2 separate regions of the Mus musculus genome follow, and region 2 is linked to region 1. The links are chromatin contacts, called in public promoter capture Hi-C maps. All regions are on one chromosome and are shown on one strand. The core of a region is the stretch at or near the end of the contact, and the rest is flanking DNA. Distances in the headings are between cores, read along the strand shown. Region 1 has its middle 35 kb from the start of Gm29916. Region 2 has its middle 44 kb from the start of Gm30145.

Region 1 (5,127 bases), core at 733-3,232:
TTCTCTCTCACGCACACATACACACACTCACACACATACACACATCTGTTCTCTCTCTCTCTTTCTCTCTCTCTCTCTCAAACACACACACACACACACACACACCATAATAATTAAGTTGAAAATTTAAAAGAAACCCTGGTTTACTTATGGTCTTGTTGGCAGTTTCTGTTTGGTGGTGTCATGATCTGCCATACTCTGCTCTTTCTTCTTGCCCAGTTTCCTATCTTCAAATAGCCACTCTGTCTTGCCAAAGTAGAAATTACTTATCTCTCATTTTATCCAATTGACTAGATCTCCATTCATTTATTTAAAAAGTTTGGTTCATTTATTCACTTCTCTGTTTGTTTGTGAGATCCGTGTACACACACACCATCGTCTGTGTGGAGGTCAGAGAACAGAATGCTGGAGTTTGTTTTCTTCTACCACTTGGGAGGATCAAACTCAGGCGTTTGGGGGTTGTCAGCCCCTTCCCTGTGCTGAGTCATCTCACTGGCCCCTTACCATAAAGCTCATTCACTTGATTCTAATCTTGTTACTGTAGTCATTCATGTGAGAAAGGTACCCACAGGCATGCTCACGAAGCCTACTAAGAGTATAATGAGTCCTTTATTAGCTGGAGACCGAGTCTCATTGCCTCAAGGTCTCTTTTTGTTTGTTTGTTTTTTGTTTTGTTTTGGTTTTTGGTTTTTTGAGACAGGGTTTCTCTGTATAGCCCTGGCTGTCCTGGAACTCACTTTGTAGACTAGGCTGGCCTCGAACTCAGAAATCCACCTGCCTCTGCCTCCCGAGCCTCAAGGTCTCTTGGTGAGGAAGCTCAAAGGTACAGTGTTTCTAAAGGCAAAAATCATAAAGACCAACAACCAAAGTTAGGTGAGGTCACTTGAAGTGCTTACTCTTGCCTGAGCATAGTAATTATTTCAGATATAACATGACAATTATTTTTAACTTACACCTTCTTCAGTTATTTTAGCTTACACTGATTATGTTGGCTAATACGTCTGGAGCATGGTCAAAGTCACAGAAATATCAAATGTGTGCTGGAGGCAGACATGATCGTTGTGGGGTAGAGGGCCTTGTACTAAGCAAACTCAAGTAGCTCCAGGATACAGTATCATTACCTCAGTCACTTCAGCTACATCTTACCCTTCATAGTAACAGATTTATAGAAGTTAAAAAAAAATAAGGATATTATGAGGCTCAAGTTCGAGAGCAGCCTGGGCTATAAAATGATACCGGTTTCAGAAAGCCATGAGGTATGGGTTTAAGGCCATCTCACAGAGAAGTGTTAGCCAGACAGAATGTTGTTTTGTAAAACCCCAGTTTGGTAGAATTGTGCCAATTCCAGTAACTACAGTGGTTTAACTTCTGGAAATAAATTAACTTGTTTCTCCAGATGCTGGGCTGCCCTGTGAACCCCAAGTCCTTGCCAGCCCAGGAAGATGTTTGTGTGTTACTTGACATTCTTTAACTGACTTCTCACCTGCTACTGTTAGAAAACACCAAACTCCAGCCACAATAGGAACCTTTCCTGCAACCTACCCCTCCCCAACTGCTGCCCTGTAACTACCCCAGCTAAGTGGACAACAGACTACAATTCTTATAAAAAGCCCTCTGAGTTGCTGCTCCCTGTAAAAGGCTGTACTGTCTTAAGTCGCTGGTTCGTTTGTCTGTCTTCCTTTCCAGCTGACATTTCAAGGAGACGTTGAATAGTCTTTTATTTGACAAGTGGTAGGAGCTACTGGAGACAGCCGAGCAGATGCAGAGATGATGTGGTGAAACAGGCTTAAATTCAGCTTGATGGGAGGAAAAGAGAAAGTTGAAGCAAAAAGGCCAAGGTGGTATCCTGAACAGGAGTGGTGGCCAGAGACAGGGAGAAGGGCGGGGTAAGCTTTGAAAGCAATGATGAAGGTCAGATAAGACGGAAATGGTAGGTCAAAAATAATTAGTGTTCCAATCATGAGTTACAGGAGGTGGTTATACCACTAACAGAAATCAGGAAGCCAGAAAGAGGAAGTCTGTGTGAATTCAGTCCTCTGCCTACTGGACATTTAAGTGATTATATTAAAGGAAAAACTGTGTACAGTTTTAATAATATTTATAAGAACTATATCCTCACAGACAATAGAAGGTTCAATTTACAAGGCTGGGGACAGAGATAGTAGTAGTCATGTATATAGTCAGTGGACAGAGACTCTGCCTAGCATGCATGCAGCCCCCCTCTGGCTGGGTTGGATCTAGTACCACATAAACTAAGCATGCAGATACAGGCTTGTATGCCCCAGCAATGGGAAGGTAGATACAGGAAGATCTGAGTTCAGAGTCAACTTGTCAGTCTAGGCAGAAGACACTATAAAAGAAAAAAAAAAGACTTTATTTGCAAAACAAATTTCAAGGGCATAAAAAAAGAAAACAATATTTTAATTCTCTAGTTTCTCCCTAATTCAAATTTAGGAGTGATCTTTAGTTATTAAAGATGGCTCTTATGTGGTAAATATTTATTATGTGACTCTCATTTTTGCTAAAATTCACATATTTTGTGTTAATTGATCTTCTTAGTGTTAAGTTTTAAACTCAGGACAAGTAACTGAGGTATCTACTTAACAAACATATCAAAGTGGACCTGGCCTCCGGGTTCTCCCAGCATCCCTCAGTCCCTACCTGTTCCAGGGCACGGATGGCACGCCACCCTCTACCCAGAGGCTCTTCCCTAAATAATCCAGATATTTTGGCTACCTACTCTTTGCCCCCTTTTTCTCCTTTTGCCCCTTTGGCCTCCCGGCTGCTGTACTTGAGTCCTCTCTCTCCCTTCCTCTCCCCTTCTCCCCACGTGGTTCAAAGTCATGACTGCTTGGGTTCCCCCACGTGTGTCTGTCTCTCGCTAACTCTTCCACTTATCTGTAATAAACTTCCTCCTTCACAGCATCTAGGAGCTGTCAGCTCCATTTCTTGCCTTTTTTTTTTTTTAATTGCTTAGCATCTCAGATATTATCTTGATTCTCACGAGAAGAAACTCGTGAAGGAAAGCCGGTTAACACGAGACTAGAAAAAGCAGCCTCTTATCCCCACTGGGAATTCCCCCTAGCGTGGAGTCCTGAAGTTCTAACCAGGGGATGTTATAGGTGACCCCTACCCTCTGCGCAAATGCAAATGGCTCAACCAACTCTTCTTCTTCTAGTCTAAATGGTGAATTCACTCACCATCTATATAAACTGACAGCATGACCTCTCCATTGTGTGGGTATGGAGAAGGTTTTAATTGTAGATATGAAAGAGAGAGAGAGAGAGAGAGAGAGAGAGAGAGAGAGAGACAGAGACAGAGACAGAGACAGAGACAGAGACAGAGACAGAAAGAGAGAGCCACCAGAGGCATCTAGAATTGCCCAGAGCAGAACGAGAGTTGACTGAACATGGCCAGGGCTTCTGTGAGAGAAGAGAGAATAGCAGGGGAGAAAAAAGAGAGTGAGAAGGGTGAGTAGCTGGAGAGAGGGAAGGGCCAGGAGACTCAAATGAGCTTTGAAATATATGACAAGTATTCCTGAGTAGGGACTGAGGGAGCCTTGGGACTGGCATGGACCTTGGGATGCCGATAGGTGCCATAGGTATATGTTAATTGGAGAGCCTTTTTGCCAGGGGAAGAGAAATGATTCCTTTGGGTAAACAGGCTTCACAAGTTCCTAAGAATGCTGGCTTTAATTTAACCAGCAGAAATCCTCCCATAGCCCTGGTTGAGCTCATTTATGGGCGTTAGGACTGCCTTTTGGAATTTGAGGCATTGGAGTTCCCTTTGAACCTAAGACCGCTGTCCAATCTCTTTCTCACTATCACAGTGGCAAGTCACCATTAAAAGCTCAGGTCACTAAAAGAACAGGTTATAAGGACAAAGAGGGGAGCAGCCCAGGCTAGCGAGCATGCAGCTGCCACCACTGGAAGCTTGACTAAGAGGATTCCCCGCTGAAGAGAAGTACTTTCATAGCTGGGGTGGCTGTCTTCCTGGCATGCAAAGCACGGTCCAGAAGGCCTGGTGTACAGTTCTGGGAGGTGAGCTTGAGTTACTGTGCACATACAGAGTTTCCGCTGGGCAGTCTTTATCATGCAAATTAAGGGCCATGCAAATCAGAGCCATCTAAACAAGGGCAGTCCTGCCCAATCAAAGCTGGGTCCTGGTCAAAGGGTCAGAGCACAAGGTGCTTCAGCTTCAGCTTTTTGATGTCCACGTCTATTACTCCTTCAAAAACAGTTTGAGATTCCTGGGCCACATTTGTAAAAATCCCTATTGGGGTTTGGCTCCATTTTCTGATCTGTTATTACCCACTTTCCTCCACTGAATGGAGCTGTAATGGAAATTTTGGATTTTTTTTTTTTGAGTGTTTTTGAAAAACAGAGAAAGACGGTAAGATTATATTTTCATTTTAATCCAAGGTGGGATATGGGGCTGCTTCATACTATAGACAGCAGATGACGATTTGCCTCATGCTCTCGAAGGGGCGTGATTTTGCCAGCCGTAGATAGTTTCTGTGATTGTTTGACATTTGGAATTCTAGGGACTTTTCAGAGGGTATATATAAATGCTAGGGCCCTAAGAGGTGGGATGGGTTATTGGCTGGTTTGCTGTTGGTCGAAGTTTGTTAAGTAGTCACACGTAAACAGCAAGAAGACAAAGAAATTAGATATCCTGATAAAGAAGATCAAACTTGCCCCAAGGAACTCAACACCCCTAATCAACAGGAAGTACTCTAACGAAAATGTCACCCCATTTCTGACCCCTCACTTTATTCAGGGAACCCTTTCCTCTTTTTCTTTTTTCCTCTCTCACCAAGTGTTATGGGATTGAAAGGGTGGATAAAGGGTGGATAAGGGTAGAAGAAATAAGAACCCACAAAGTAGCAAAAAGTCAGCTATCATAGTTTTATGTCAACCTGACACAAGTTGAGTCATCTCAGAGGAGAGAATCTCAATTGAGAAATTGCATCCATAAGATAGAGCCACAGGCAAGCCTGCAGGGCATTTTTGTAATTACTGGTTGATGTGCGAGGACCCACATCTTAGTGGGTGGTGCCACCCCAGGGCTGGAGATCTTGGGTGCTCTAAGAGAGCAGGCTGAGCAAGCCATGAGGACCAGGCCAGG
Region 2 (5,127 bases), core at 1,097-3,596, 300 kb before region 1:
CTACCCTCTCCTCCCTTCTCTCCTCCCCTCCCCTCCCTTCCCTCCTGCCTTTCTTTATTGTGGGTGTGCTCACATACATGAGTGCAAGTGCATGCATGCCACAGAATACAAGTGATGTCCTTCCTGGCCCTCTACTTTGTGAGGCAGGGTCTCCTGTCATCTCTCACAGTGCCTGCCAGGCTGGAGGGTCCATGAACCTCTAGGGATTCCCCTGTCTTTGCCTCTGATCTTGTAGGAGTGCTGGGATTTCATTGTGCTTGTGTCTGGCTTTATGTGAGTTCTAAGGATGGAAACTCAGGTCCTTCCATTTGTAAGGATATTCCCCATGGGGCTGTCTCTCCATCTTTCTTTACTGGTTTTCTCTGTCTTTGTGGTCTATTTTTGCCTACGCTATTCTAGCAAGGTGCTTCTTTAAAAATGGCTTTCCACCTGAACAATAAATATATTTGGAGGAAGCAAAAGAAGAAATTTTACCTTTGAGTATAGGCTTCTCTTTAAATCTCTTGCTTTCATATCTGTGCCTACTTTCTTAAGATTCAAACACTCTCAGCCCATGGGGAGAAAGCAACAGTTGAGAAAAGATAATGTTGCCTAGTTACCAGGGTGCACGGGTCCATGAAGTTAGGTTTATGTGCACAGGATGTTGGTAGATTTTAAGACAGGGATGTCTGGTACGTGGAGCATTTCCCTCTGTGATGGCATAGCTCTCCTGGTAGTTGCTAGAACCCACTTCTTTTCCTGTTCATAATGTTGAGATATATATATATATATATATATATATATATATATATATATATATATATGTGTGTGTGTGTGTGTGTGTGTGTGTGTGTGTGTGTATGTGTATATTTATGTGTGTGTATATGTGTGTATATACATTCTCCAGTATAATAAGCTGGATGTGGACTAATGCAGATATACTCAAACTACAATTTTTATTATTTCTGTTTAGCATCCAGAAAAGGCTTGTATCTTTTGCTATCGTTCCATTCTCAAGTAAGACAGACAGACACGGACACACAGATACACACACACACACACTTTGAGACAGTGTCTCAATATATCGTCTGTATTGACCTTGATCTGATGATCCTCCTGCCTCAGCCTTCTCTAGGACTGGGATTACAAGTATGAACCACCATGTCCGGTTAAGCTGTTGAATTCTACTTTACTCATCTCTAATAGAAATGATAAATAACATCTTGTCTCCTTGAAGTGTGGCTTCCTGGTGTCTACTGATTGGAGAGTCTAAGACCAAGGTCTCTGGGACTTTGGAGGTGCCTTTGGAACTCTGGAAATCAAACTGTAGAAGACAATGGCACACATTCTACAGTACATTAGTAGGATAGTTAACACTGAAATAGGAAGGGAAGGGGAGCCAGATTTTCCTCAAAACCATAGTTTTGTGTTACCAAGATTAGAAATAGTAGCTTATTCTATAAGCTTTTCTTACTTAGGAAGCCTTTTTAAACAAGTGAAATATTTTAATCTCAGGAAACCCATTATACTGCTTGCTCAACACAACTACTATAGTTTATACAGTACTACCAGGCAGGCTTCTGGCAAAGGCAACCCTTGGGAGGTTGGCGATTTGGAATGCCAGCCCGTTTGGATACTCTTAGATTAGACGAAAGCATGGGAGTGGCTTAGCCAACATTAAAAATAGGAGCGCGCGTCTGAAATCCACGCACTTTATGCCTCCGTGCACTTCCTGAACCGCCCACAGCTGACTCTGGTTTCCACCCTGGATGCAGAAGCAGGCACTTTCCCTTTCTTAAAGACTCGTCTTCCTCCTCCATCGCTGCAGACTCACTGTGAAGCAGTATTTTCTGTACTCCCTCACTCAAGGAACCCCAGGCTCCTTTTTAATAAAAGTTGTTGGTCCTCTCCACACGTGCACCGGGCACAGAGTATTAGTGAGCCAAAAGTTGGGCTGCACTTTGGTCTTTGCTGTCTTCTTAACTTACTTTTCATTGTACAATTGTTGTGTTTTATAAAAAAAAGAAAAAGAAGCCAGGGATATGTTTGGTGGAGGCAAGGTATAGTGGGGGGGGGGGGGGGCAGGGGGGGGGGAGTGCCTGTGCAGGGGACCCATGCTGAAGCATCCCTTCCTGTTTATTTAGGGCATGGGGAGGGGAGTTGAGGAAGCAGCAGAGACAGAGAAAGGTGGGGGTGGGGAGCCCTGGCCTTGAGCACATGGAGAGAGGGAGGAGGGGAAGAGATCAAGAGAAGAGCAAGAGCAAAAGAGAGAGAGGGCAAGCAGCCCCTTTCATACAAACAAAAGGAAGCCTGAATGCAGCGCTACGGTTCCTTTTGTTTACAATGAAGTTGTTCTGGAGACCACTGGTCCTCACCTCACGCACAAACCCCACTTCCTCAGACAGACAGCGTGATCATGATCGCAAAGTGCCCTCTCCTCTAAGACAATGAAATGAAACCAGCTGTCAGCTGCCATCGCTTTGGGTACAGGCTTGTGAGTGGACATTAAAGAACCAACCACCTTTCTGAAATTCAATAAATAAGCCTCCCTTGCTTAGCACCTAAGCCAGAGAGAAGCTTCAATGGTAGTAAGTAACAAGTTGCTGTGTGAACTGTTGCTGTGTGAACTCAATGTGTGCTTCAGTTTTCTTATTTTAGAGGAGGGGGAGAGAGAGAAGAGAGAGAGAGAGAGAGAGAGAGAGAGAGAGAGAGAGAGAGAGAGAGAGAACACAGCATTGGCACATTGGCGCAGTGGCGGCTAGAGTAGTGGCCGGTGTTATCAGTTATCAGTGTTCTCAACCTTTGGGTCTCACTCCTTTTGGGGGAGGGGTGTTGAATGACCTTGTCCCAGGGGTCACCTAAGACCATTGGCAAACACAGATATTTACAATATAATTCATAACAGTGGCAAAATTATAGTTATGAAGGAGCAACGAAAATGATTTTTATAGTGGGGGGCGGGGTCACCACAACATGAGGAACTGTGTTAAGCAGTCTCAGTATTGGAAAGGTTGAGAACCATTGGTTAAGAGCCCTTCCAGTAGACCCGGGTTCAGCATACACACGGAGCTCACCATCACCTGGAACCTCAGGCTCTGAACCTCTGATGGGCCTTTCTGGCCTCCAGGCATACCTTATGAATGTGGTGCACAGACACGCCTGCAGGATGCATGCAGGTAGACACTAAACATTAAAAGAAAAGAATTGGAAGGAACTGTAGGGTTAGTATTTTTCCTAAGCTCTGCCCTACAGTTTCCTGGCAACAGTCAGGTGTGCCTGACTCACTATAAAAGGGGCTGCTTGATCTCTTGCCTTCTTGCTCCTGCTCTGTCCTCACCCCTTCCCCCCTCTCCTCATTCCCTGTCTCTCTCTCTCCATGTGCTCATGGCCCGCCTCCTCTTCTCTCTCTGTCTCTGTCTCTGTCTCACACACACACCACACACACACTCTCATTTCTCTGCCTCTACGCTACTACACCCTTAATTCCCCTCCCCATACCCTGAATAAACTCTATTCTATACTGTACCATCATGTGCCTGGTCCCTCAGGGGGAAGGGATGCCTCAGCATGGGCCCTGGAGGCACCCCTTCCCCCCCCCCCCACCTGACTACACCTCCACCAATATTTCTTCTCTCGTTATCTTTTTATAAATACAACATGTAGTTACATTGATCCGTGCACTAAATTAATACAGGAAGCAGTGGGCCCAGGTGATTCCCCAGAGACAAACAAAACAACACAAAACCAAGATCCAGGGTGTTAGGTGCAGTGCCCAGGATTCTGCACTGAAGTTCTGTGTTAGTAACTTGCTCTTTGCAAAGTTTAGATTTTTTTCAAAGCACATAATCTAGTGAGGTATGTCCAATGCAAACATATCACTTTAAAGGTGAAGTACTGCAGGCCTCTTATGGGTGGTGGCTTGCTGAGTGGCACAGGAGTAGAGCTGAGGGCAGAACTCCAGTCTTAATTTCTTAGGTCAGTATTCTTTGGGATACAGCCTCTGGACTTAGGTAAGGCAGCTTTTGCCATTCATAAGATAAGGTACACTGTTTCCTTTTTATGCAAAATAGAAAACAGGAAGGTGAAAAATTATCGTTTTGCACTTGCAAAATTGCTCCAGTGGATTTGAGATCTGGCTCCACACGGGCTAGCTTTTGAGGAGACAGTGAGAAATGCAGCCACTTCCTTGGTGTGGAAGAGAAGCGGGGGACACTCAGTGGAGGGACTGCTCAGTTTGGGTCCCCTGATTGTAGAGAAGCAGCCAGCAAATGCAGCGTCTTGCGTTGTTGATTGGTTAACAGCTCTCCTTGGACCGAGGAAAAGCCCCGCTTAAGATTCACAAGTTGGAAATCCTTCCGCTAAAATAAATTGTCTCGGCATTTTTTTTTAAAGGGGGGGAAAAAAAAGAAGACGGTTCTCAAAGCAGTTAGCGTTTATATGGTGCATAGCTGGAAATAATTATACGATAATCAAAGAATCTGGGTTGCCTGCAAATCATGTGCAAATCACAGAGGCAAGGGGCTTCAGGAAAGCAAGGGACCGTTCTGAATCTCAAAAAAAGACCACAGGGCAGAGGGACGCTGGAGGATCCCCTGGCTTCCTTCCGTTCAGTGGTAAAACAACAGCACCGAGAACTTTAGCAGGTCCTGCAATTCCCTGCCTCCCACGCAGGAGCCCCTTCTAATTAGGGCATTCCTCCCACTGCTTAATTAAATGCCTTCTTGGAGCAGCTTCAGATCTGACAGGGACAAATAATCGCTCCTTCCTCGGCTCAGGATGTATGTAGGTAATCTCGCTCCAGCTAACAAAAACTGGCCCGAAAACAGCAACGGAACCGTGAAGGGTTTTGGATACTGGGTAAGGCCTGGTCAGTGATGCCCAAGTGTGAAATGAACAGGAGGTATGAGCTCTGAGCATGCCACTGTTATGCTGGGCAATGTGACATGTTAGGATAGACTGTGTTAGGAGACAGCCACAACGATTCGGTGCTCAAGTGTATACAATGTTCTAGTTTCTTTCGGGATTCTTTATGTCTCCATTAGCAGCAGCTCAGGAAGAAAACGCCTGGGGTGGGGGTGGGACTGATTGGGGCTGAGACTCATGTGTGTTCACACACTCCACGTCTGTGACTCGTGACTCCGTGATCTT

What was found. Promoter capture Hi-C pulls out the DNA fragments that hold promoters and counts their contacts.
Region 2: a promoter capture Hi-C map of pre-B cells shows a contact between it and region 1. The contact joins two enhancer-like sites. A contact is called at or near these places in 3 of 39 promoter capture datasets (the C10 cell line, liver and pre-B cells) and 2 of 115 datasets of contacts at active chromatin or transcription factors (bone marrow-derived macrophages and large pre-B cells).

The regions. Positions count from the first base shown.
Region 1 is chr10:111,116,271-111,121,397 of GRCm38.p6, reverse strand. No RefSeq gene overlaps it. Among named protein-coding and RNA genes, the nearest start is that of Gm29916, 35 kb to the right of the region's middle. Within about 2 kb of position 1,982, at least 99 of the 459 cell types and tissues checked have an H3K27ac peak or open chromatin away from gene starts, as enhancers often do. A contact at or near this core is called in bone marrow-derived macrophages and pre-B cells, where this site is marked.
Region 2 is chr10:111,419,395-111,424,521 of GRCm38.p6, reverse strand. No RefSeq gene overlaps it. Among named protein-coding and RNA genes, the nearest start is that of Gm30145, 44 kb to the right of the region's middle. Within about 2 kb of position 2,346, at least 95 of the 459 cell types and tissues checked have an H3K27ac peak or open chromatin away from gene starts, as enhancers often do. A contact at or near this core is called in bone marrow-derived macrophages and pre-B cells, where this site is marked.